5 separate regions of the Mus musculus genome follow, and all the other regions are linked to region 2. Evidence: chromatin contacts called from public Hi-C and HiChIP or PLAC-seq data. All regions are on one chromosome and are shown on one strand. The core of a region is the stretch at or near the end of the contact, and the rest is flanking DNA. Distances in the headings are between cores, read along the strand shown. Region 1 overlaps Prox1os (prospero homeobox 1, opposite strand). Region 2 overlaps Rps6kc1 (ribosomal protein S6 kinase polypeptide 1). Region 3 has its middle 59 kb from the start of Gm39736. Region 4 has its middle 58 kb from the start of Gm30446. Region 5 overlaps Gm30446 (a long non-coding RNA gene).

Region 1 (4,572 bases), core at 223-2,722, 590 kb before region 2:
GCACGTATGACACACATATACACATAACTGCACACATGCATATATGACACACATATACACATAACTGCACACATGCATATATGACACACATATACACATAACTGCACACATGCATATATGAGACACATATACACATAACTGCACACATGCATATATGACACACATATACACATAACTGCACACATGCATATATGTGAGTGATATGTAGATACTTCTGAAGAAGCTTCCCTCTTGACCCCTGACCCTTCTCTCCACTTTCCTTTGTTTTGTGGGTCAAAGTTGAGTACATTATTTTGAAAAGATGTGATGAATTGGGTTTATACATAAGCCTAAGGAATCGTATAGTTATAAAAGATCCCCAACTTTGTATTTGCAAGGATGAAAATCAGATAATGGCTCATCTTATGCTCTAGGACAGTTATTTGCATATATTCATGACAGATTTAAGTCTTTGAGTATGCAAGCACTTGCTATTTTTGAGCAAAAAAAAAAATCCTTTTTTTTCTTTTGCACTATGGAAGTCATTATTTAACCCCTCGACATGAAGTTACAGAGTCCTGGAATTTCCATGCCAACCTTGGAGGTTGGTTCAGGCCTCTAGAGTCACAGTGCCTGTCTGACAAGACTTCTGGTTCTTCCTCTATAGTGGCTGTCAGTGTCTTCCCTCCCTTCTGACTTCTTAAAGAAACATAAACCTTGGGTACAAATCTTATATTAGCCTCATAGAAACTATTAAGCCAATGATCCACCCTAACCACTAAATGTTTCCCCTAAATGTTTCTGTTTGCAGACTATGAGGAGGTCTGAGACCATGACCACCAGGCAACCCTTTGTTGTTCAAATATCTGGAATTATTTCATTATTAAAGCAAAATAAAGCTTTCTTCTCATACTTATACTTGCACCTAAAATGTGAATACAGCGATCAATGCTTGTTCACAGATACTCCAGGGACCAGCAGCAGATCTCTCCTTGCACACAGGTTTCCCTGAGGAGGAAGTGGTGACTGACTGGGACAGTGATAGATAAATGAGTTTTTCAAGTAATGGGTCCAGAAGTAAGGTGATTTATTTTTTGGGAGACAGATGATATCAGTCCATTTGTGATAGTTTTAATTTCATTTTAAGTTTTAATATAAAATGGTTCTTTTTAATCGTCATACAATAGTGCCCATGTTTATTGGCTTACTTGAAATAGCGCATGCCTGGATCAAGGTGTAGCACTCAGATGATGTAAGTGCTTATGCTGTCTATGTTCAGAATAGGTTAATAAACATGCAACTCGGAAATGAACATAATTAACGTTCTATCGTTGGTAGAAGCAATGGTCTAAATGTACAGAGGTCACCATCTTCAAAAGGAGAGTGTGGCCAAGGCCCCGAGGGCACTGAGGGTCAGGAAATGACAGGGAGCCAGGGTCTGCAACCTCAGCTTTCTTTCTCTGGTTGTAACTGGCCCAGCCACACATTCGATCAATACAGAGTTCACTCTCATTCGGACTCCAGGACAGTCCCTTTTAGATGTCAAGAAGTTGCTCAACTCTAGGATGTTGACCAAAGAAAGTAGATTTTAATCATGTTTTATCTTTTCCCGTTTTGTTTTCTCAAGGGTCTGACGGGAACAGAAAGTTTTGAGGGAGTTCACTGGTGATGCAAAGTGACTGGCTGGATAAAGAAGTCCAAAGTTTCTTTTTTCTTTTTTCTTTTTTTTTTTATCTGTAGAACAAATAAAGCCAAGCCAAAGGTGACTAACCCCAGTGCCTCCCGCCTGCCTGGTCCCTTTCTCCTTGTCTAAGGGATGTTTGCATCCATGGTTGCACAAGTAGAGCCTGACCCATGCTGGGTAGTGCGGAGTACATACAAGAATCTGACTGGTTAAGAATAGTCTCTGATCTTTATTCTTTGTTTGACAAGAAATTGTTGCTGCTACCTATACAGAAATCAGTTGAAAACAAATGAAATATCTTGCTGATGAGGTATTTTCTAACTATCTGGGATTTTGTCAGTTAGCACCTGAGTGGCTGAGTAAGGATGATTTTTAAAATTCTTTCTCCAAGAATAGATACAATATAACTTTATAAAATGGTAAAGTATGCGTACTAATTTGTGTGTATCTGACTCTTAGTCTGCGTTAGTGACAGGAAACACATGAAATGGCCCTTGTGATTTCTCTACAATACTTATGAGCAAACACTCAGATAATGTTGATCACTTAGGGTGCCTACGTAGGCTGTTATTTTCTATTTTTATTTTACTTTCTTTTATTTGAGACAGTCTGACTCTAGACCAGGCTATCCCTGAATTCATAGTAACCCTCCTTCCTTAGTGTTCATCCTGAGGTGATTACAGCCAGGAACAACCATTCACAGTTCCAGTTGGTATTTAAGAACACATCAATAATATCGATGGCAGTGTGTTAGTGTGTATGTGTGTGTTAGTGTGTTTGTGTTGTGTGTGTGTGTTAGTGTGTTTGTATGTGTGTGTGAGTGTGTGTTAGTGTGTTTGTTTGTGTGTATATATGTGTGTGTTAGTGTGTGTGTGTTAGTGTGTTTGTGTTGTGTGTGTGTTAGTGTGTTTGTATGTGTGTGTTAGTGTGTTTGTTTGTGTGTGTATATGTGTGTGTGTTAGTGTGTGTGTGTGTGTGTGTGTGTGTGTGTGTAGGGGGTGACTGAATGATTACTTAAATGGTCTCTATTGGGAGAAAATTAAAACTGCTTTGGATCCCAGACATCCATATTCACCAAATACGGATGCGACTCTCTGCTTTGCTCTTATTTCTGCCAGAACAGGGCAAGGGGCCAACCAGGAAGCAGGATAACACATCTACCAACAGATAGTTGTAGAAGAAATGAATTAACTTAAAGATATAAACTCTCATTTGAAACAAACTCTGGAGAGTTTTCTAAACCTCCCAATGATGTGTGTCTTTTGGCATATTTTCCACAAGGAAGTATAATAAATGAATATTGGGATATTTAGAACAAACTTAATTTTTAGATGTTTGGAAATAAATTCCGGTGGCACTGAGTTTTTGAGATGGGAAATCCTTGGAGCATTTGCATCCACAATGGGTAGATGCACACATGACAAGGGCAAAGGTTTCGTACCCAGGTTTTCAGGGTAGCCCCAGCGTCTTTTGGTGCTTATTTAATGGTAAAAGAAAATCCCAAATTTTCCAGTACGGAAAAGTCAAATTCCGGTCTCCAAGCCCGAGCCCTGCTGTGACCTGTGGCTTGGGATTTTGCTTATGACCAACTTGTCAATGGAAAAGCTAGTGATAATAAAGGTTTTGAATAATTCTACTACAGATAGTTGTTTCAAGGGATAGAGGGGACAATAGTCTCTCTGAGCATGTAGAATGGTAGTTTTTGCTGTCTGCTGTTTCTGAAAACAAACTCTTTGGAACCCTGTAGAGCTTAGGATTCTACTAGTGCAGTGACCTGCCCAGGGCTGTCAGAGTTTTATGAATCGACTATTTGGTCTGCTTAGCTTTATAGGTAGAGTCTACCTAGATGACAGGCTGGTTTAGAAATTCACCAAGTAGCATAGGATGGCCTTGAACTCTTGGAGACCCTTCTGCCTCAGCCTCCTCAGATTGTGGGTCTTGGGTATACATCAATATACGTGTCTGTCCTCTCTTTAAACACAAGGAGGAAGACTGACGACCTTGGGCTGTGGTAGTAGATGCTGCAAGACCTTGTGATCCACACTGTGACATCATGGGCTCTGAGATGTGCAAAGCCTCTTGTTTTAGGTGAGCCTAATAAATAGTAGAGAAAGCAATAACCCCACACTCAGCTTTTAAGGCATTTGGAGAAGAAGATGACACAGTGGGAGAGAAAAGAGAGGACAGAAGGATGTCACAGATAGAGCTGTAGCAATACCAACACGGGGTGCAGGGCTGGCAGACTCCGGGCTCAGAGGGGCCTAGCTTTCCAATCTGGCTCTGAGCTTGATGAGTCTGTTTATTCAGCCACAATATCAGACATTCCCTCTTCCTGCCTGAAGAAGTCCCCTTTGAAGAACGGCTCTGCTGGGGAGCAGTTTCCCCTTGGACCGGCTCCTCCCGTGGCTGGACTGAAGGGAAAGAACTGGAAAGGCCGCAAGAATGTTCTTTAAAGCGATATTCCAGCACCACGTGAGGGGAGGTGAAATAGCTGTACAAGATACATTTCCTGGTTGAGGTATTTTTTTCCCTCTCAAGTGAATTTAGCAGCGAACAAAGATGTCACATGAATGGGGTTGGGGTCAGATGACATGGGTACCTCCAGATCTGTGTGAGCAGGGGAAGCTGGGCGGCAAGAGATCACTGGGCAAAGTAACAGCATTTTCAGCTTCTGTAGGCCTGGAGAGAGAGAGTTCAGATCTACCAATGCCAGAGGGGATACAGCGGGCACAGCCGCCACCTGGTCTACAAGTCTTTATCTGCAAAGGGCACAGTGGTGCTAACTCGTCAGAAGACCGGCCCACATTTTCAAAGCAAGGTAGCAGATAGAATGTTCTCAGGTGAACTGGGGGACAAGACTCGTGATCAGATCGCATAATCCAGAGGTCACGTTTTGCTCGGAGGTGTCA
Region 2 (5,026 bases), core at 1,702-4,201:
TTGGTTAAGGTGTCAGGCCAAGTTAGGGTACGTGTGAGGCTCCCAGGTCCTTCTGACCCCAGGGCAGGAGACCCTCAAGCCCTTCCACATCCATTCTTCCCTCTCCTGGGTGGCAGACAGGCTTCCCTGCCTGACAGGAAAGACTTCTGAAGACTTGACACCCTTTTCGCTTCGGCAGGTAGTGGAGTGCAAGTGTGAAACCCCGGCTCTTTTCTGGAAACTGGACAGTTTACTCCCCTTGAAAGAAACAGATTGGCTTTGCAGCAAAAACTGGAGGCAAAAGATGAAAGACACTTGCTGATCAGTCCAGAAAAAAACGCCTATGTACCAGGGACCTACTGATCATTTTGCTCAAGGGCAAATTCTAGCAAGTCACAAATGCAACCCTTCTCAAATTAGCTTTAAACTCAGCCGTGCCTTCCATTACTTTCTCCAGAAGAGGAAAAGCCTGCCCTAAGACCACAGTCCCATTTCCTGACTATGTCCTCATAATTTCTAAATACACAGCTTTATTTATTTTGTTCCTGTTTGCTGAAATCACTCTACAACTCTTAAATGCTCATATTTAAATAAACCTCGCTTCTTTCATCCTTATTATTCCTGTTGGGAATTTTTGGTGTATTCTAAAGTGTCTTGCTTCCTCCTCTAAATGAATTTTTTCAATAAATCCCTCATGCCCATACTTTATAGTTTTTATAAAAACTCTACAAATGTATGAAAATATACTTTAAGAGTCTTCCAAGTAAAATAATTCCTTGAACTCAACTCTTCGGTGGAATTCTGTGCTTGATGAACTTCAGTTCTGACCAATTTTTGTATAAGAAATGTGTTGTATGATTGACATAGGTGATCTTATTTCTATTCAACAATCTACTTACTACTATGAAAAGGAGGCCTGAAAAATCTTAAATAATTTGTCCAAGATCAACACAAGCATCAACGCCATGTCTGGGACAAACCATAAGGGCCTAGCAATTCTCAATGACATCGAAATCTCTAAATTAAGAAGTGTCTGATGGTCTCAACACATATTAATCCACCCCTGGGTTGAATCCTAGCTCTAATATAAAGCACTGAAGTACACTACTGAGTACCACACTTACTAAGAAAGAAACGGAGGGGAAGGGTGTGATGGAGAAGGGCAGGAGAGACTACTCCCCCAAAATATATTCATGAATTATGCGTGACTAGTCGGTCTGGGGACTCTCTGGGGAGCACAGGACGGAGGCATTGAGTGTCCTGCTCTACCCTGAATTCTGCAGACTGAATGCTGTTTCACTTTTCACTGTCAGCTGTGAGCTGTTTTCAAGTGTGAAATCGCCTAACAGAGGAAGCAAAGCTGTCATTTGACATCTGGGAGCGTGGAGATGCGGCTGCAGAGGAAAGTGTGTCGGTCCTCTTCAATTCATGCACACTCACCTATAAAACTCCAGGCTGATAACTAGTCAGTGAGAAAGACCAATGTAAATTTCAAGTTTTTAAAATTAAGGGTTCATAATGGGGTTGAAAGTCACAGTGTCAGAGACACAGGAAACAGGCGTGTGGGTGAGGGCATTAGCTTGATAACCAAGCTGGATCCGATTCTGTTCGCCTGAGCTAGCCTGTACACTGAATTTTCAATCAGTCTTTGTATGTCACATGGTTAAGAGTATAAGTTTTATTTCTAGCTGCCTTTGATGGTAAAAGATACTGCTATGAAAACATTAACTACAGTCCCTGACATTGTATTTTATTTTTCTATAACACTAAAAATGTTGTAGCAAAATTTATTCTATGCTACTAAGTGGAGAAATATTTCAAATCCTTGGGTCAAAAACTTGGTGAAGCTCTGGTTTCTATAGCATTGGAAATAAAATTCAAATTACCACGAGCATGTGCTCAAGAGAAAAGTGAGCGGCACCCTGGCTTCTGATCACTACCTGTCCTAGTGCATCCAGGAGCTCCTGAGGGTGTGCCCGAGAGAGGACAGTGCTGCAGACCTACTCAGTGCTGCATACCCTCTGCCTACCTGGCCCACTGCGGCCCTGCTTTCCTCTTTCTCCCCGCCATTCTGTTTGTATGCAGTATGAAAGGAAGCCGTTTGCCATGAGTGAGGTTTATTTAATAAAAACCTTGCTAGATAATCCAAAGATACGAAACGAACCCGAAAAGTCCAACTTTGAGAAGAGGGCTAAGTCTGCTCTGTAAATTCGTATTCTCAAGATCCTCTTGATAGAGCCGCAGCTGTAGCCATTTAAGGGCCGGCTTTTTCACAGGCACAGACAGACAGAGCTCCATGGGTTTTGTCTTTGTATCGCTGGATCTCTTTGCTTTAACATAAAAGGCGATTTTTTTTTTCAAGTTCTTAGTTTTTTTTGCAGGAACTTGTGAGCCTTCGTAGACATGGCTGGAGGTCTGTGGCTTTAAATCCAAGATCACAAAGTTGGCAGAAGCAATTCTTAAACAACAGAAGGTGATCATTTGCATTTCAAAATTTATCTATCTTGCTTTTCCCCTCAATTAGACCCAAACATGTTGATTCCCAGGTTTCTGTGAGTGTTTTCTGGTCTAAACTTATTTATAGAACAGAATAATAGCCCCCCTGCTAGTCTGGCGTTTGCTCAAGTTTCTGTCCATGTAAATCGAATCTGTTACTGGAAATTTTTCTCAAAATATCAAGGCACATCATCCACAAGATAAAAGGATGCGGTGATAGTATAAAGTACAGGCAGGTGGGTGATGGTTTTTGAACAAACAGCTGATAAGGATCCCGGGAGGGAGGAGGGCAGGGGCAGGCCACACTGGATAAACAGAGGGCAGAGCTCCCCTCAGCACCCTCTGGACTTTCCTTTCTAACCAGGCAGCAGAGCTTTGGCTTTAGTGACTATCTCAGCGGGACTCAGGTCAGAGTTAGGGGGAGGGCCGAATGTGGGAGAGAGAAATTGCTGCCAGGGACTCTCTTTACCTTCTGCTGTGGTCACTGTGCACTGGAATGCTGGCCCATTGCCACTGCTCTCGGCCACTGACAAGGGAGACTACCTACTCACAGGAGAGCCTTTTGGTTTTTAGGGATGTGCTGCAGCTTGAGGCTCCAACCCCTCTAGGATTCCGAGGTGCAGGCTCTGCCTCTATAGGTTTGAGGTCCTGTTAACAAGAAGGAGGCATCTACTTTTCTGGGTTTCTCCTTGTCGCTAAAGTTGATCTGCCCAAGGGTTGGAGGAACAACCCCCGTGGCTCATGCACAGAGCAGTTAAGCAGCTGGAAGGTGCAATTCTTTCATACAAACAATCACAACAAAGCCTCTCTTTAGACTACAGTTTGGCTGGATTTTTTTTCCCCCAAACACTATGAAGGACAACCTGGAAGGGGACTGCAGAAATCGAAGAATCCATTAATGGTATACTGCCACCTGCTGGTCAAATGTGAGGAATGGCATTCCTGGAGCCTGGACTTGGAAACTGGTGAACATGGAAAACTGTTACTTGGAATTAATTGTTAACCTGGAACAGTACACTTGGAAACTGATAAACTCAGTGAGTGAAACTGAGGGTTTGTGTGGGATAGTTTTATTCCATCATGTCAAAAGGCTCATATGCTAAAGGAGAACCGGCCTGTGAGTGCTCAGATGGCAAACAGCCCCACAGCCACTGCTTCGGAGAGAAGCATGCACGCACGACACTCAGCTCTAATCTCCGTGGCACACTGGGCCCCACTTCAGGACAGAACACACTTTACTCACAGGCTCTCCTCCCAGGTCTAAGGTGGACTCTAAAACCTCCAAATTCACTGTAATTAGCAAATATAGCCATGCTAGCTGGAACCTAACATGTGAGTTCTTAACCACGTTAGAAAGTGGCACCAGTGAACACAAGAGCAAACAGTCTCACTACAACGTTTCCGTTATTCATTAACTACATAACAGCATCGGTTCACAAGTGCTTGTTTGGGGGAAAGTTGGGGAATTTGCATTGGGTTGAAAACCTGCCTTTCCTCAGCCCAGCAACTCTCACCAAGGTAAGGTTCCCTAAAAACAATAAAGCCTTTTATTCCTAATTATCATCGTTTCCTGTGGAGCCGAGCTAAGCAAGGTGAGCAGCACAGCAGTGAGCCAGCACCAACGAAAGCCCATGTGGGCACCCAGTGACCCAGTGGAGCCCACCCACTCCCTCGGCCTGAGACCCCTGGCAGCCAGTGGGCGAGGGATGAGTGAACTCTGCGCCTTTCTGAGACTTAGTGCTCAGAAAAACTGGGCAAGCTGTGGGGTAAACAGCACCCCATCTGCACTGACAAGAGGGCAACACAAACTCAACGGATATGCTTAACTATGGATGCCAACAGAGGCCTGGACGGCCACAGACATACATCTGTGATGTTAAAAACAAAAAGCAGACCCATATCTTAATAAAATTTCAAGTCCACCCATGTGGAGAGGCTCAGGGGACACAAGGCCTTCCTTAAGACACTTCAAAGAACACAATGAGTTTCCAGAGATATATAAATGCTTTTACCAAGAGCACACCCATACACACCATCTTAGATTCCATACAGTTCAATCCCCTACTTTTCTTCGTTAGGGCTGAAGGGGTGAGCAGACCCGACGAGTGTGTGAGCCACTAGTGAAAGGCACAACTGGCAGAGAGAAGCAAGAGCCACCTTTCAAGTGAAGCATTTGAGGAGAGTGCTCTAACCTGGGGCACAGTACATTCTCGCTACGGCATCGCTGTCGCAGGAATCTTCAACCTCACTCCACCTGCTAAAATACGTTAGCTGAATGTGTCCTAAAAACAAAACGACAGGAGAAATCAAAACATTTTTCTCTTCCATTTTCTGCAGAAGCGAACTGTAATTACTCCTTTTGTAGCTAAAAACAGTATCATTAAGAATAATGGCATCATTAAGTACTAGAAGCTATTACTGGGGGTGAATTTGCCGCACTGATAATGAAGCTCTAGACAGGAAATGAAGATACTAATTACAAGATAAAACGCCTACTCAGTTAATTGGAAGCAACAGCGAATAAAAAGAAATGCATTTGTGAAAGTTCCTG
Region 3 (4,645 bases), core at 674-3,173, 810 kb before region 2:
ACTGAGGTATTCCTCAGTGTAGATCATGAGATATAGACTATGTCTATGAGAGGGATTTTCTCAATGGGAAGGCACATCCTGACTGTGCAGACACATTCCCTGCATGGGGATCCTGATCTACCTGTCTACCTATCTTCACATCTATCTGTCTGTCTATCTATCTATCTATCTATCTATCTATCTATCTATCTATCTATCATCTATCTACCTATGTATTTATGTATATCTATCTATCTACCTATGTGTCTATGTGTCTATGTATGTATGTATCTATATATCTGTCTATCATCTATCTACATATGTATGTATGTATGTATGTATATATCTATCATTTATCTACCTTTGTATTTATTAATGTATGTATCTCTCGATCATCTATCTACCTATATATCTATGAATCTATGTATTTGTGTATACATATACATATATATATGTATACACACACACACACACACACACACACACACACACACACACACATATATATATATATATATGTATATAAAAGAGAAATCGAGCTAAGCACAGTCATTTGTTGCTCGCTGCTTCCTAGGTGCAGATGCAGGGTGACAAATGTGATAAGCTAGCCACCTGCTCCTGCCACTGTGCCTTCCCAGCCTGGTGCCTGTCTATCTTAATGGACTGTAGTTCTTTCCAACTGTAAGCCAAAAGTTGCTTTTCTTTATTTCTTTCTCTCTCTCTCTCTCTCTCTCTCTCTCTCTCTCTCTCTCTCTCTCCCTCCCTCCCTTCCTTCCTTCCTTCCTTCCTTCCTTCCTTCCTTCTATTCCTCTTCCTCCTCCTCCTCCTCCTCCTCCTCCTCCTCCTCCTCCTCCTCCTCTTTTTCTTCTTCTTCTTCTTCTTCTTCTTCTTCTTCTTCTTCTTCTTCTTCTTCTTCTTCTTCTTCTTCTTCTTCTTCTCTTCCTCTCTCTCTCTCTCTCTCTCTCTCTCTCTCTCTCTCTCTCTCTCTCTCCCTCCCCCTCTCTCTTCTTTTTCTTTTTTCAGAGCAGCAGAAAAGAAACCAAGACCCTGTGTCCTATGGGGCACATATCCTGGGTTAGGCTTTCTCTTCTAATTCCTTCATTTAAGGTAGAGGCTGAGATTTGAGTCTACAGTGGGAGCAGATCAAAGGAGGCCTCAAGGTGTTGTTTTAACCTCCTCCTCTCTCTTCTAGTGTGAAAGCCTATGCTGTGTTCCTCCAGGAAAGGAAGCCTCAGCAGCTTGGGAAAGGCACAACATCTCTTGCTGAAAAAGCCAAAAACCATAGAAATCCGGAGCCTGGTTTTCCTTTGGATTAAAATAAAGTCTGATGGCAAAGGCAAGGATTGATGACATCTGGACCTTCCCATTCACAGGCAGCCACTGTGGGCTCTACTGAGCAAATTCCAGTGACTTCCACTGCTCCTTAGAGGAACTCAGAACTGCCCGGGAAAAGCAAATTATAGACAAATAATGAATAGGCTACTTTGCTAATAATGATAAACTGCTTTGTTCTTACCCAGGAATATCACCTGTGCCTGGAGATAAAGGATTGATACTCTTCAGTCATCAGGGAAGGGTGCTCAGACCTGTAAGACTGCACAAGAACACCACCATTCTAATTTTTTAATCTATTTCTCCTCTCTCTCTGTCTTCCTCTGTCTCCCCACCTGTGTGTGTGTGTGTGTGTGTGTGTGTGTGTGTGTGTATGCCTGTGTATGTGGTACATGTGTTTGGGTGCCTTTCAGGGTCTGGAGAGGGCACTAGATCCCCTGAAGCTGTAGTTATAGGCACTTGTGAACTTCCCACATGGGTGCTCAGGACCAAACTTTGTCCTCTGGAAGAGCAGCAAGCACTTTTAATCACTGTGCCATCCCCAGCCTCTCTTGTTTTTGACCAGCTTAAAATGTGCCACAATCCTGCTGTCCACTATTGATTTTTTTTTTTTTTTTGGCATAGAGTTAAAGTCCTTGTTCTGCTTTGCAGACGTTGGATAGTGAGGCAGTCTGAAGTGTTAGAGTAGCCTCCTCTTCTTATCTGAATGGACGGCACTGTCACGAATGACTATGTAATTTAAATGCGTGTAAAATTCCCTAAAGAAAACAGCCTGATGTTCTGAGAGGGCGTCTGTGGCTCCCGGAGGAGATGAAATCTGCAAAGGAAAGGATAGCTCAAACACAAACTGCAGCCACCAGGGGCGGGCCTCTGGGCAGTTTCACTTTATTTATCTCTTTTGCAATCACCAAGAGGATTTCGGAAACAAGCTGGACCTAGGGGTGCACTCCTTTAATCCGAGCAGGTAGGGAAGGGGTGACACTCCTTGACCAAAAAGACAGCTCAGGAGTAAAGCACTTGCTGCTCAAGCATGAGGACCTGAGTTCAAATCCCCACCGCCCACATTCACTCGACCTTGGTGTTGGGTGTCTGCAATCCCAGAGTTCCTGTGTCAAGATGGGACATGGAGCCAGGAAAATTCCCAGAAGCTCCAGAGCCAGCTAGCCTGCTGTACGCAGTTGCAAACAAAGAGACCCTGTCCCAAGCAAAGCAGGGGTGGGCATAGACACTTGAGCTGCTCTCTGACTTCCACACACGCACAGTTATAAAAAAATATATAAGTCCATGCACACATATGCATGCATCAACACAGACAAAGATTAAAAAGCACTCCTTAAATATGAGATTATTGCTGATCCCTTAGTTGGAAGTAGTAAGCTGGACAGACTACAGGGTTGGCAGTCTCCTTGGACTTGACACATGGAGGTTATAGGCTCCTAGTAGTTCCTCTTGAGCAAGTCCCCACAGATAGTAACATTTGCCCACTAACCACATGCGCTACAGATATGCTGAGACTATCCCAGGCTTCACATGTTATGAAAAAAAAACAATTACCCAAACTTCCCCTTGTGGATTCCACTCTCTCAGTTTGGCCTTGCTTTTCTACTTCCCATGAGGTGACTGGAGTGGTCCTGGTATTCTTTTTACCTGGTGGTGCCTTGTGTCCAACTCTCTCTAGCTCAATTACTAGAATTTCCAGACTTTAACAGGGATGGGAACACTTTAAAATAAATCAAAAGATGTTATTAGCTAAGATCTTCTAGTATTCAATGGTCCGGTGGAATTATTTGGAAAATGTCATAAGATGGCTGGAGAGATGGCTGAGCCATGAAGTACCACCATGCAAGTATGAAGATGTGTGTTCTGCCCTCAGAATCCTCATGAAACAGACAACAAAAAAGCTGGGCTTGACTTTCAAATGCTTGTCATCTCAGGGCCAAGGAGGCAGAGACAGGAGGATTCCTGGATCCCTGGCTAGATAACCTAGCCTAATGGGTGAGTTCCAAGCCCATGAAAGATCTCGATACCTTGCCTTAAAAAAACAAGATGAAGTTGACCTCTGGCTTCCACACGTGCACAAAGACATGTATATGGATATCTGCACATGCATGGACACATAAATGGGTTGAGAGCACACAATTCCACACGAATTGAAGCAGCCAACTATTGTTTGTTTGTATGTGAAGAACATTTCCTTCGTAGATATGTAATTTTATAAAATTTTGGAAAACTGAGCATGTTTATAAAGAAATATCAGTAAAAGCAGACATTATGGAAAAAAAGATAATTATGCTCTATGGGGTCTGATTTCCTCTTTTCATGGTCGTGTTTGAATTTGCATTAAGGCATCTGGTACTGCCTGGAACAAGAGCCTTAGTTAGTTACAGCCCATCTGTAGTGACAAGGGCAATGTAAGACACTGAGTAGCATTCTGCACCGGATGAATGAATGAATGAATGAGTGAATCAGTGAATGCTGGTTTTTAATGCATGGGTTTTAAGGAGGTTGTTGACATCTGTTAGAGAAAGAACGATGTACCATTCAACGCTCACCTACTTGATAAAAATGTTTCTGTGCAACAAACACTTGTGTATTAACAATCCCTGGCAAATCAGAGAAGAATGTGATGTTTTGTTTTACAGAAGCAGCCTGCAGAGTTAAGTTCGTGGAAGGACATATAATAGATTAGTACTATCTGGCTTCCTCTGGTGGGGGAAACGCAGGACTGTGGACTCTGGTTTGGACTGGAGTCCAGGGCTAGGAACGTGCACAGGATTGGTAAGAGACTGCAAGCTCTGGACATAATGCTCGAGTCCCAGAGACAATGTGAGGAGTGTGTGTGTGTGTGTGTGAGTGTGTGTGTGTGTGTGTGTGTGTGTGTGTGTTGGAGGTAGGATAGCAGGATAGAAAAGGAGGTCTTGTGGGTTCCCCAAGTAACAGATGAGGAGAGAAGGGGGCTGGAAGACAGGGAGAGGGAGGGAAGAGGGGAAAGAGTTGCTACCTAAGTTGCTAGAGGCACTCAGCTAATTCAGACACACACAGAATGGTATCCATAGCCCGTGTGTCCCGACTCCTAGGTAATGTTCAAAGACAAAACCAGTCCATCTTGCCAGAGTGCACAGCAAAGGTAAAGACCCCAAAGCAGAAGTGAGTGCAATAGACATTGGTATGGGCTCCTCCAAATCCCTCTCAGGGCAGAGAGCTTATTGTACTTGATGTGTGACCCAGACACCAGCCTCTGCTGAAGAACCCCCTCCCAGAGAAGGCCTGACTCCACCCACCAGTGCTCAGACTGGGGGAATAAAGGCACTTCTCCCAGGCTAGCTGGTAAAGC
Region 4 (4,648 bases), core at 1,901-4,400, 690 kb before region 2:
AGCGTCAAACATCTATACATTCTCTGTGTTGTATTGTTTATCCTTGTTTTCCCTAGATGGAGCATGTGGCGCATTCCTGCATTGGGTATAGGGTACCCATCTTTAAACATTGCCTTGGACCATCTATACTTGTGATAGTTTGCGTGAGAAATGTCTCCTATAGCCTTGAACTTTTGAACACTTGGTCCCCTACTGATGGGGCTATTTGGGTAGGGTTTTGGGGGTGTGGTCTTGCTGGAGGAAATATGTTGTTGGTGCAGCCTTTGAGGTTTCACACCATTCCCAGTGCACTATGTCTGCTCCCTGCAGACATGATTGAAGATGTGAGCTCTTAGTTGTTCCAGCTGCCATGCCTGCCGTTTCCCCACTGTGATGGTGATGAACTCTTATTCTCCTGGAACTGTAAGGCCACATGAACCATTTCTTTGATCAGTTGCCTTGGGGACAATATTTTGTCACAGCCACAGAGAAGTAACTAATACAATGTCATACACAACCATTTTGTCTGAGGTCAGGGAACAAGTTGTTTGGAGGCACCTTTGAGAGCTGAGCATATTCAAGCAGAGGATACAGCGTGGTGGGGTCCAGCCATTGTCATGGTGCTCCAGAGAGGATGTGGCTGAAATCCACCAGAATTCACCAAGGGATATTGGAGGTATAACTCCTAGTAGACCATACCAGCATGTCTGTGATTCCAAAGCAATATCTCCTCTCCTTTGTTTTTGTCTTTAAATTTATTTATTTATTTATTTATTTATTTATTTATTTATTTATTTATTTATTTCAGACACACCAGAAGAGGGCATCATATCCCACTACAGATGGTCATGAGCCATTACATGTGGTTGCTGGGAGTTGAACTCAGGACCTCTGGAAGAGCAGTTGGTGCTCTTAACCACTGAGCCATCTCTTCAGCCCTCTCCTCTCCTTTGTTAACCTATTCAGGTCTGCTTGTCTGTTGGAAAACTTGGTTATAAATTTATATTCAGAAGAAGTTTATAGTGGTTGCTATGATTATCAGATTTTTAAAAACGCCTCATCAAACAAGGTCTCTTCACAGAGATTTCTTGATTTTTGGCCCCTCTTATCTTTCTCCTGTTTGAGCCTCCCTCTTTCTCCCTCTCTCCCTCTTCCTCCCTCCCTCTCTCCCTCCCTCCATGTCTCTCTCTCCCTCCTTCCCTCCATGTCTCTCCCTCTCCCCCTCCTCCCTCCTCTTCTCTCTCTCTCTCTCTCTCTCTCTCTCTCTCTCTCTCTCTCTCTCTCTCTCTCAGAAGTGCTACATGACCTCAGATTGGTTTGTAAATTTCTATTCTTTCCAGTGTGTGGGCTCTAGGGTTCAGTGCTGCTGTTCTGGGTACTGCTGAGGCTTTCCGAGGCTCATCCTTATGGGGATGACACCCCCTCCAGTGTGACTGGCTTGGTTCCACTGTGTCAAATGTATGCAGCCGAGAAAGTGGATATGCCAGCAGCTGGAGTGGCTGAGCGGAAGGAAGGAGGTTAAAAGGTATTAATCCCATTTGAAGCAGCAGGCAGTGTGCCGAATGCTTTCAGATACAATGCCATGTTTAATCTCCCTAACAATCTTGCAAGAAGAACATTGCTATGACTATTTCCACATACAAAGTTACAGTGGTTCAAGGAGGCTGGAGTTTGATCCATGGCTACTCACTACAAAGTCCATGGATGGGTCAACAGTGCCACCTCATTTTGACTCCCAGCTCAAGCTATCAGAGATGGTAGGTCTCCCAGGAATCCTGCAGACAAGAACTATATCACACGGAGGCCAAAAAACGAGCCTCCATGAGCTGAATGAGCCACACAGCCATGGAATACATGTAGGCAAAAAATATTCCATCAAGATTTTACTCCATGAATGTGTCAGGTTGCTCCCAAGAGAAAGAGGAGCCCTGGTCAACAGACAATACTGTTGTCTTGTGCTCTCAAACCCCAAATCTACTTCCTGGACCCAGGTCAGCACACTTTCCAGACGCTTCCAGTTTTGCTTAGTGAGTTAAGATCATATGAACAGGGCTGAGGAAACTGTAGGCAGACAGAATTAGCAAAAATTCTTTCCCACAATACAGCCCTCCATTCTTCTAACATACCTCAAGTGCATGCCCTCGGCCAGCACAGATCTGCTGAGAGGAAGATTAACAATGATGACAAGAATAGCCCCTGACTTGATAAAACAAATATCAAGTGGGTCAGGGGACAGGAATTGCCTGTAAATGACCTTGGGTTCAGTGTGTTCTTCATTAGCAGGGATTGCACCATCTTAAGTATTTCAGTGCGTGCTGACTCTGAAGTTAGACATTAGACCACTGCCCTTGAACTCAGTCAATATTTGCAGAAGGTGGGGAGGGGTAGAGGCCACAGAGCCACAGAGGGAAATGGAAGATACTGGGGGGGTAAAGCTTGACTTTCCATCTGTTGACGCTTTAGAAAGTGTCTTCGGAGTTCCATGTTCTCAGTGAGGCTGGGTGCGAGGTCAGGACAAACGTGGCGGGCAAGTTTTCATTGAATGAAGTGGGTTCTGCTTTAGCCCGAGCTCCTCTCTTCTCGCGAGATAAGGACGAGCGCACTGAGTGGATCAGCAAACAGTCCGTGTGGGTCAAATTCCAGCCCCAGCTCTGGGCTCCTGCTCCGCTCTTTGGGGCCTCATCGATTTCCCTTTCCTGAGGCTTTGGGGTGAGAGGTCAGGGAAGGTGGGGAGTGTGGGCGGCCAGATTTCCTGTCTTCCAGTCATGGAGTCTCAGATGGGGAAGCACTTAGTTTTGTTAAGCTCATAGGACAGTCTAACTGCACACTGCCTTCTGCTACTTCATCATTGCCTGGTCTGCTGTTTGGCTATCTACCGAAATTCGAGGAAAATTTATGTATTATCATATATATATATATATATATATATATATATATATACACATACATATATATACACACATATATGTATATATGTGTGTATATATTTATATATATGTATATATAGTGTATATGTGTGTGTGTATCTATCTATCTATCTATCTATCTATCTATCTATCTATCTATCTATCTTGTTTTCCTGTTCTGGGGATAGGGCCCAGTCTTGTCCATGAAAAGTAAGTGTTCAACTACAGAACTACACCCCCACACATTGCGCCATCTATTTTGTAAGTTTGTTTCTTTTCTGATCACTTACCCTTGAACTCTGGTCTAGTCTAAGTAAACTCCCCTCATGTATAACATGTCTCCCTTATCTATGCTTGAAATCCATTATTCTACAGGCCAAACCAAAAACCTAAAAGCAGCAGAGTGTGTGTGTATGTGTACATATGTGTATGTGTGTGTACAAGCATATGTATGTGTATATATGTATACATGTGTATGTGTATTTGAATGTGCATATGTATGTGTAAGCACATATGTGTCTGTGTGTATATGTATGTATGTGTGTATATAAGTATGTTTATGTGTAACTGTGTATATGTAAATGTGTGAATGTATGTGTATCTTTGTGTGTAGATGTATATATGTGTCAGTGTGTATGAATATGTATATAAGTGTGTCTGTGTCTCTCTCTATATATATACACATATATGTGTGTGTGTATTAATGCTCGTGTGTTAATGTGTATATGTATATTCATATATGTGTATATGAATGTGTATGTTTGTGTCTCTAGGTATGTGTATATGAACCTGTAGATATGTATTATGTTTGTGTGTGTACATGCATATGTGTGAGTATGTACACATGTATGCACATGTGTGATGGTCCCTTCCATTCTGACATACCTGCACACTCGTACTGTGGGAGGATAGGGTACATACTCATTCTGTGTCCGCTGCCTGTGTCCTGACCAGGACCTCCACGGAGGCACCTTTGGGCTGTTAAATTGAGGACAGAAAAGAAAAAAGGCCATAAGGGTGGCACCGAGGCACATGACTAGAGCTGGGGTCAGCATGCCTTCTGTTCCTCACTGTGAGCAGTGACTTCCCTCTCTGACTTCCTTTCCTTCAACTATCTTTTGAGCACAGCCTACCTCAGGTACATCCCACTGCACATTTTACTCATTCCTCAGCTCAAGGACTAAATGGTATTTTATGAAGGGACAAACAATGACTCAGGAAGACTAGAATCAGTGGCTAGGCTTCCGCTGCAGGTCTAAGCTTACAGTCCATAGCACAGGTACCATGTGGGTGCCTTCCCCCTGAGAGTGGAACTGCAGACCTCTGACGTGGACTGGTTAATGCAGACAGCACACTGCACACACTGACAAATGGCTCCATCCTAGGTAGGAACTCTGCTCCTCTCAGCAAGTAGCTCATGTCTACCTATGCCTCTGTGATTTTACCACTGTATATGCAAGGACGTGGCATATTTGCTTGCTGGCAAAATGCTAAACACAACTCATAAACATAACATTTACATTAATTAAGTCCCCTGATGGATACATAAACCAAGTGCCAGGGGCATCAGCCACAGCGTGGTGGGAGAAAGGGGTTCTGGGTTCACATTACCAGGGAATGTGATGTTCCTTACCACAGGGAGGGAACAAGGACCCAAGTGGGACCTGAAAGTCTCAGGTCAGAAGCTAGGGAGAGATACTTGGTAAGAGGACCCAAGTTTGATCCCAAGAACCCCAGATATTGTTACAGATTTTGATAATCTC
Region 5 (5,081 bases), core at 659-3,158, 720 kb before region 2:
GTAGGTCAGAGGTCAGTGTCAGGTGCCCGAAGTGTCTCTCATGGGACCCCAAGCTCACTTTTTCTGCTTGGCTCTCTTGCCACTGAGCTCCTGGGTTCTGCCTGCCTCTACATCCCTCCTCAACATGAGGGTTAGGTCTTGTCGCCACACCTGATTTTCACATGGGTTCTAGGGACTCAAACTCAGGCCCTTGTGCTAGCATAGCAAACACTACAGCTGCTAAGTGTCCCTGACCCCTCAAGTTCTGGTTCCTATACACAGAATACTGAGTGTCTTCCTGTTTTAGAATCTTCAATATTTTCTCTCGAGTCTTAGAAGTTTATGCAGGCATCGGCCATCTTTTCTGGTCTGGTATTCAGGTAAATCGTTACACAGAAGCTAGGAGCTCAAACGCATGCACAAGGCCCTGGATTCTCTGAGTTGATAACCTTTCTTAGCTCCAGAGTGCCTCCTTGATTCTGTGTGACAGTGATCATGGCAAGGAGGCCAGAGGTTCTCTAAGCCCAAGGAGGGGAAGTGAAGGCCCCAGCTGCTGTGCCCCTAAGTCCATGGACACATTCACACCAAGGCCATTTTCCCCCCAGGCTTCTCCCAGTTAGTGACTGAGAGTGGAAAGACTTAAGGACTCCAGGAGGCACCACACTTTCCTAATGGCTGGCCCGGCTTTGAGAATTCCACAGAGCTGGATTGAACCTGGGTTCCATGGCAATTTCAAGTATCCAGCCTCCCCCACTCTCCTTCCCTAAGGTGAGCTTTGTGCCTCTGCCAGTCTTCCTGGTTCCTTCTCTGGTTTTTAACTACAAGTCTTTGTGTTAATAAAATTCTTGAGCCTGAAGTCTCCTCTTGGCATCTTGGAGGGTTTGAACTCACACAAACACCTAGTTAAAGAGAAAAGGCCACCAGGCAGTGGTGGTGCACATCTTTAATCCCAGCACTTGGGAGGCAGAGGCAGGTGGATTTCTGAGTTCGAGGCCAGCCTGGTCTACAGAGTGAGTTCCAGGACAGCCAGGGCTACACAGAGAAACCCTGTCTCGAAAGAAACAAAAGATAGACGAGAGAGAGAGAGAGAGAGAGAGAGAGAGAGAGAGAGAGAGAGAGAGAGAGAGAGGGAGGGAGAGAGAGAGGCCAAGCACGTGAGCCTTGGTATTTTCTCTGGCATTTACACCTCCTGCTTGTGTGGCCAACAGCAAAATGACTGAATGAAAGTGTTCTTATTTGCAAAGGGGGCTGTGATGTCTAACTAAGCTGAGCTAGTAGCTAGTGGGATTTCAGCTGTGACTTGTGATAAAAAAAATCAGATGCCATCAAACCTGCGCTGAAACCTTATGCCTCCCGATGCTTGCCAGGCATTGTATTTCCTTCCCTCTGCCTCCCGTTTCCCACAGGAGACAAGATTGAGCTGATGTGCTGTGGTGGGGTAGATACTGTTGCCTTCTGAGCACGCACGGATGGAATCAGTGCTGCAGGTAGATTTGTGAAGAACACAGACTCAGTAGTCATTTGAAAATGTTTTGGTTTGGAGAACAGAACGTTAAAAATATTTGGTTTGCTACAAATGATCTATCAAACTGTGAGATAAAATTTTTTACTTATCAGATTGGCAAATATTTAGAAGATTGATCTCCTCCGGCGTTGGTTCGAGGGTACGGAAGCAAGCCACTTCCTGCACATGGTAGGAGCACAAAGAGGTACAAAACCGTAGTGAGGTTAATTTGTCAGCTCTGAGGAGACTGACGTGAGTGTGGGAAGCTTCCGTGTGGAATACTTTGCTGGGAATACAGAGAACCACACAGAGGGACTACGCAAGTTGTAGGTTGCTTGTGGTAACAGCACAGGCTGTTCTGATGGTAGGATGGCTCACATGAGTAAGCTGGATCGCGTTTTACCCTGGCGCGTTGACGAGCTGTTAATAGGGCTGCCTCTAGGCTGTCGTTGTGTAAGGAGAAAAGAGCACCCTTTCCTCCTGGCCAGCAGAGTCTGTGGAGAGCAATGTGATTTGCTGAATGGAATGGAGGCAATTCCCATTGCTCACTTGCCAGGGATCCATCAAAATGAACATTGTGAGCCCTGTTCAGAAGCCCCGGGTGTTACAAAGAATGAGACAGAGGTGTATGTGGTGACACAGAAATTGGTCCAGGATACTGATCTGTTCTGCCCAAGAAAAGACATAGAAGAAAAGACATAGAAAAGAAAGTTGGAGAATGTCTTACTTACAATGGTGCGCATGGTGTGTGTGTGTGTGTGTGTTGGACCTACATGTTTTAAGTATGTTCTATGTTTGGGGTATCCATATATAGTGTATGTTGTACCTGTGTGGTATGTGTGTATTGTACCTGAGTGGTGTATGTGCATACATGATGCATATAGTGTGTGTATGTGGTATATGTAATATACTTGTACGATATATGTGGTACACATGTGTAATGTCTGTAGCATATATATGTGCGGGAAGCGGCTGCGGCTACATGGGCCAAGATGGCGCTCTGGCCCATTGCCAGGCCCCATGAACCCCACTTGTTTACTGCCTTGCCTGAGCATGCACAGTGAGGCTGCAGGCGTGGGCTGCCCGCCAGGCTGGACTGTTCCTCGTGATCCAGATCTGTCAGCCTATCGGTGACCGACCTGAGCTCGCGCCTGGAGCGTGTGTGATTTCTGATTGGATGAGGTGGTGTGGAGCGTGATGAGGTCAGTCGGCCCGAGTATAGGAAGGTTGTTGTAGTTGTTGCCCTTGCTGCAAGAAGGGAGAAGAAGAAGCTGCTGGGGAAGAGAGCTGTAGGAGAAAAAGCCACAAGTAAAGAAGCTGCTGCGTGAGCCCGCCTTGGCGTCCGTGTCGTTCCTGTCTCCGCCGGAGTGGAGACTGCGGCATATATGTGATGTATGTCTGCGGCGTATATGTGTGGTGTATGTGGTATACATGGTACGTATGTGTGAAGTATGTGGTATGTGTGATGTATATTGTGTCTGTGTGTGGTATCTGTACATGAGTATGCATGCAAATGCGCTCCTGGAGGCCAGAGGAGGATGTTGGACGTCCTGCTCTATTACTTTGTTCCCGTAAGACAAAGTCTCTCAGTGAACCCAGAGCGAGGTTGGTGGCTAGCAAGCTACAGTGCTCCTCTCGTCTCCCCCACCTACTGTGGTATGCACAACCACACTCAGTTGTTTACATGGGTGTTGGCAATTTGGACTCAGGTTCTCATGCTTGTAAACTAAGTTCTCTTACGTGCTCAGCCATCTCCCCAACACCCAAAACAAGGTGTCTTTAGATAGCACACACAAGCCCATACTCACAAACAAACAACAAATGAAGACAAAATAAACCCTGGTAGTTTATTTTCTAGGGACACAGGCGATCTATTTCATGACCACAGTAAATATTAAAAACAGTAAATGAAACGCTAATGCCCAATTATTATAGCATACATATTCAAATGGCACCATTTTCCCAGGGGCCCCCTCTGCCTGTTTCTTCCCTTGGCCCAGGAGCAGCCTTGGGGTCACTCCTTCGTTTAGCTGTCACGGCTTTCGTCTCATTTCATCTGGAACAGCTCCTCAGCTCTTCTATGCCCTGATTTGTCTTCACACTTCTGATTACTTATTTTGTGTCCATGTGTCCGTGTGTGTTGTGCAAGTGTATGGAGGGCAGAGGACAGCGGGCAGGAGTTGGTTCTCTTGTGGGTCCCAGGGTTCAAGCTGAAATTGTCAGGGTTTGAGGTGGTGCTTTAGCTGCTGAGCCATCTCACTGGCCCCTGCACTAACATGTTTTAGTGCACAGAGGCCATGCACTGCTATGCTATAGAGCCATGCTATAGAGCAACCACCAGCCGGGGTTGGCTTAGGGTCTTCATAGTTACATTTAAGCTATTCATTCTTGGTGATGGTATTTTAAAATGTAGAAAAACAGTGCTTTTAATAAATGAGTCATATTTGTTACAATGATATGTCCATAGTCACATTGTTAATACTTGTCAAAGTCACCTCCATGTCTCCATTGTCACCAACAACTACAACAATTTCTCGTGTTGAGTGACAGGCCGTGGCTGGTGCTCATAAAAGGCCTCGATTATTCTCATCATCGGAGGAGCCCACATACTCTTGCGGTTGATTTAGTCATCAGCTAAGTAAATAAATATTTTGAAAATGAAGTCTGAGAATGGGAATAACTTACTGGTCTCTAGAGGCAATCAACTCTGGTATGGCTTTCAGCAGGGAATATCATTGACCATACAGCTCTGGTTCACGCCAGCATCCCCTGGCCAACGATAACAGTGTTAGATCCTCTGTAAAGGATGAGAGGGACTTTCTAATTTTAGAACCAGCATTTATTAGCTCTTAATGACTGCAGCTGGGACAATAGCAACTAGACTTGGGGCATGCTCACTCCCAGTGTAGAGGAAGGAAACATGAAGTTGAAAGAGGGGGACACCCCAGTAGATACATACTCATCTTAGTTAAGACTTCATTATTTCTCCCTGTTCCTCTGAAGCTTTCTTTATCATGGTAGTCTATACACATCTTTCATGAGGTCTACCTGTGGGATCCTTCTAAACAACTTTCCGGCCCCCGAAGTGACCATGCATTGATAGAGAATACTGCAAATGGGGTGTGCACTTAAGTACTGTCTACCCCTGGGTTTTGCTATTGAAACATTCCCACAGATATATTCCCCAGATGTGAATCCATGCCTCCTTCTTTCATGGCCCCTCTTTCCATGTCTGCTCCTTGTACCATTGGCTTCACTGCTCAGACATTAGCACTGCCCTGTTTGGGAGTAGAGGGGTAGAAGATAGGAGGATGAGGGTAGGGGAGTAGAGGATAGGCGGGAATTCGGAGCTTGGGCCACTTGGCTGGGCTACTGCTCTTTCGTTGTGGCGGATATAGCATTGGATCTCTGACCCTCTCTGGTGCAACTTTCCACTGCCTCTCCCTCCACTGGCTGGGGAGGTCAGTGGATGCCAGTGTCCCTCTCCTCCCCCATGCTTCTCTGCCTATGATCAGACCTCCCCCCCCCCCCCCCCCCCCCGCTTCTTAGCCAGACTCTGGGGAGAGGATTGTTTTGGCTGGAATTTGACAAGGCACAG

Evidence for each region. A called contact is a pair of places that touch in the nucleus more often than the background predicts. HiChIP or PLAC-seq counts read pairs in DNA pulled down with a chosen protein or histone mark.
Region 1: a Hi-C map of liver shows a contact between it and region 2, with 3 times the contacts expected there. The contact joins two enhancer-like sites. A contact is called at or near these places in 3 of 484 Hi-C or Micro-C datasets (embryonic stem cells and liver), 1 of 115 datasets of contacts at active chromatin or transcription factors (embryonic basal ganglia) and 1 of 9 other capture datasets (embryonic stem cells).
Region 3: a Hi-C map of liver shows a contact between it and region 2, with 2.5 times the contacts expected there. The contact joins two enhancer-like sites. A contact is called at or near these places in 1 of 15 datasets of contacts at CTCF or cohesin (pro-B cells), 8 of 484 Hi-C or Micro-C datasets (the AML12 cell line, cerebral cortex, cortical neurons and 4 more), 2 of 115 datasets of contacts at active chromatin or transcription factors (differentiating embryonic stem cells and embryonic basal ganglia) and 1 of 9 other capture datasets (embryonic stem cells).
Region 4: a Hi-C map of liver shows a contact between it and region 2, with 4 times the contacts expected there. The contact joins two enhancer-like sites. A contact is called at or near these places in 3 of 484 Hi-C or Micro-C datasets (embryonic stem cells and liver), 1 of 115 datasets of contacts at active chromatin or transcription factors (embryonic basal ganglia) and 1 of 9 other capture datasets (embryonic stem cells).
Region 5: a contact with region 2 is called in an H3K27ac HiChIP or PLAC-seq map of VIP interneurons, with 5 times the contacts expected there. The contact joins two enhancer-like sites. A contact is called at or near these places in 3 of 115 datasets of contacts at active chromatin or transcription factors (VIP interneurons, embryonic basal ganglia and stem cell-derived neural progenitor cells).

Annotation. Positions count from the first base shown.
Region 1 is chr1:190,203,104-190,207,675 of GRCm38.p6, forward strand. All of the region lies in intron 1 of Prox1os (prospero homeobox 1, opposite strand), which reads left to right. Among named protein-coding and RNA genes, the nearest start is that of Prox1, 35 kb to the left of the region's middle. Within about 2 kb of position 1,473, at least 6 of the 459 cell types and tissues checked have an H3K27ac peak or open chromatin away from gene starts, as enhancers often do. A contact at or near this core is called in liver, where this site is marked.
Region 2 is chr1:190,793,985-190,799,010 of GRCm38.p6, forward strand. It overlaps Rps6kc1 (ribosomal protein S6 kinase polypeptide 1), which reads right to left. Exons shown (of 15, transcript NM_178775.4): 12 at 4,668-4,757. Among named protein-coding and RNA genes, the nearest start is that of Gm51740, 24 kb to the right of the region's middle. Within about 2 kb of position 2,952, at least 19 of the 459 cell types and tissues checked have an H3K27ac peak or open chromatin away from gene starts, as enhancers often do. A contact at or near this core is called in VIP interneurons and liver, where this site is marked.
Region 3 is chr1:189,983,813-189,988,457 of GRCm38.p6, forward strand. No RefSeq gene overlaps it. Among named protein-coding and RNA genes, the nearest start is that of Gm39736, 59 kb to the right of the region's middle. Within about 2 kb of position 1,924, at least 2 of the 459 cell types and tissues checked have an H3K27ac peak or open chromatin away from gene starts, as enhancers often do. A contact at or near this core is called in liver, where this site is marked.
Region 4 is chr1:190,104,636-190,109,283 of GRCm38.p6, forward strand. No RefSeq gene overlaps it. Among named protein-coding and RNA genes, the nearest start is that of Gm30446, 58 kb to the left of the region's middle. Within about 2 kb of position 3,151, at least 9 of the 459 cell types and tissues checked have an H3K27ac peak or open chromatin away from gene starts, as enhancers often do. A contact at or near this core is called in liver, where this site is marked.
Region 5 is chr1:190,074,918-190,079,998 of GRCm38.p6, forward strand. It overlaps Gm30446 (a long non-coding RNA gene), which reads left to right. Exons shown (of 6, transcript XR_865859.2): 3 at 585-747; 4 at 1,597-1,672. Among named protein-coding and RNA genes, the nearest start is that of Gm30446, 29 kb to the left of the region's middle. Within about 2 kb of position 1,909, at least 14 of the 459 cell types and tissues checked have an H3K27ac peak or open chromatin away from gene starts, as enhancers often do. A contact at or near this core is called in VIP interneurons, where this site is marked.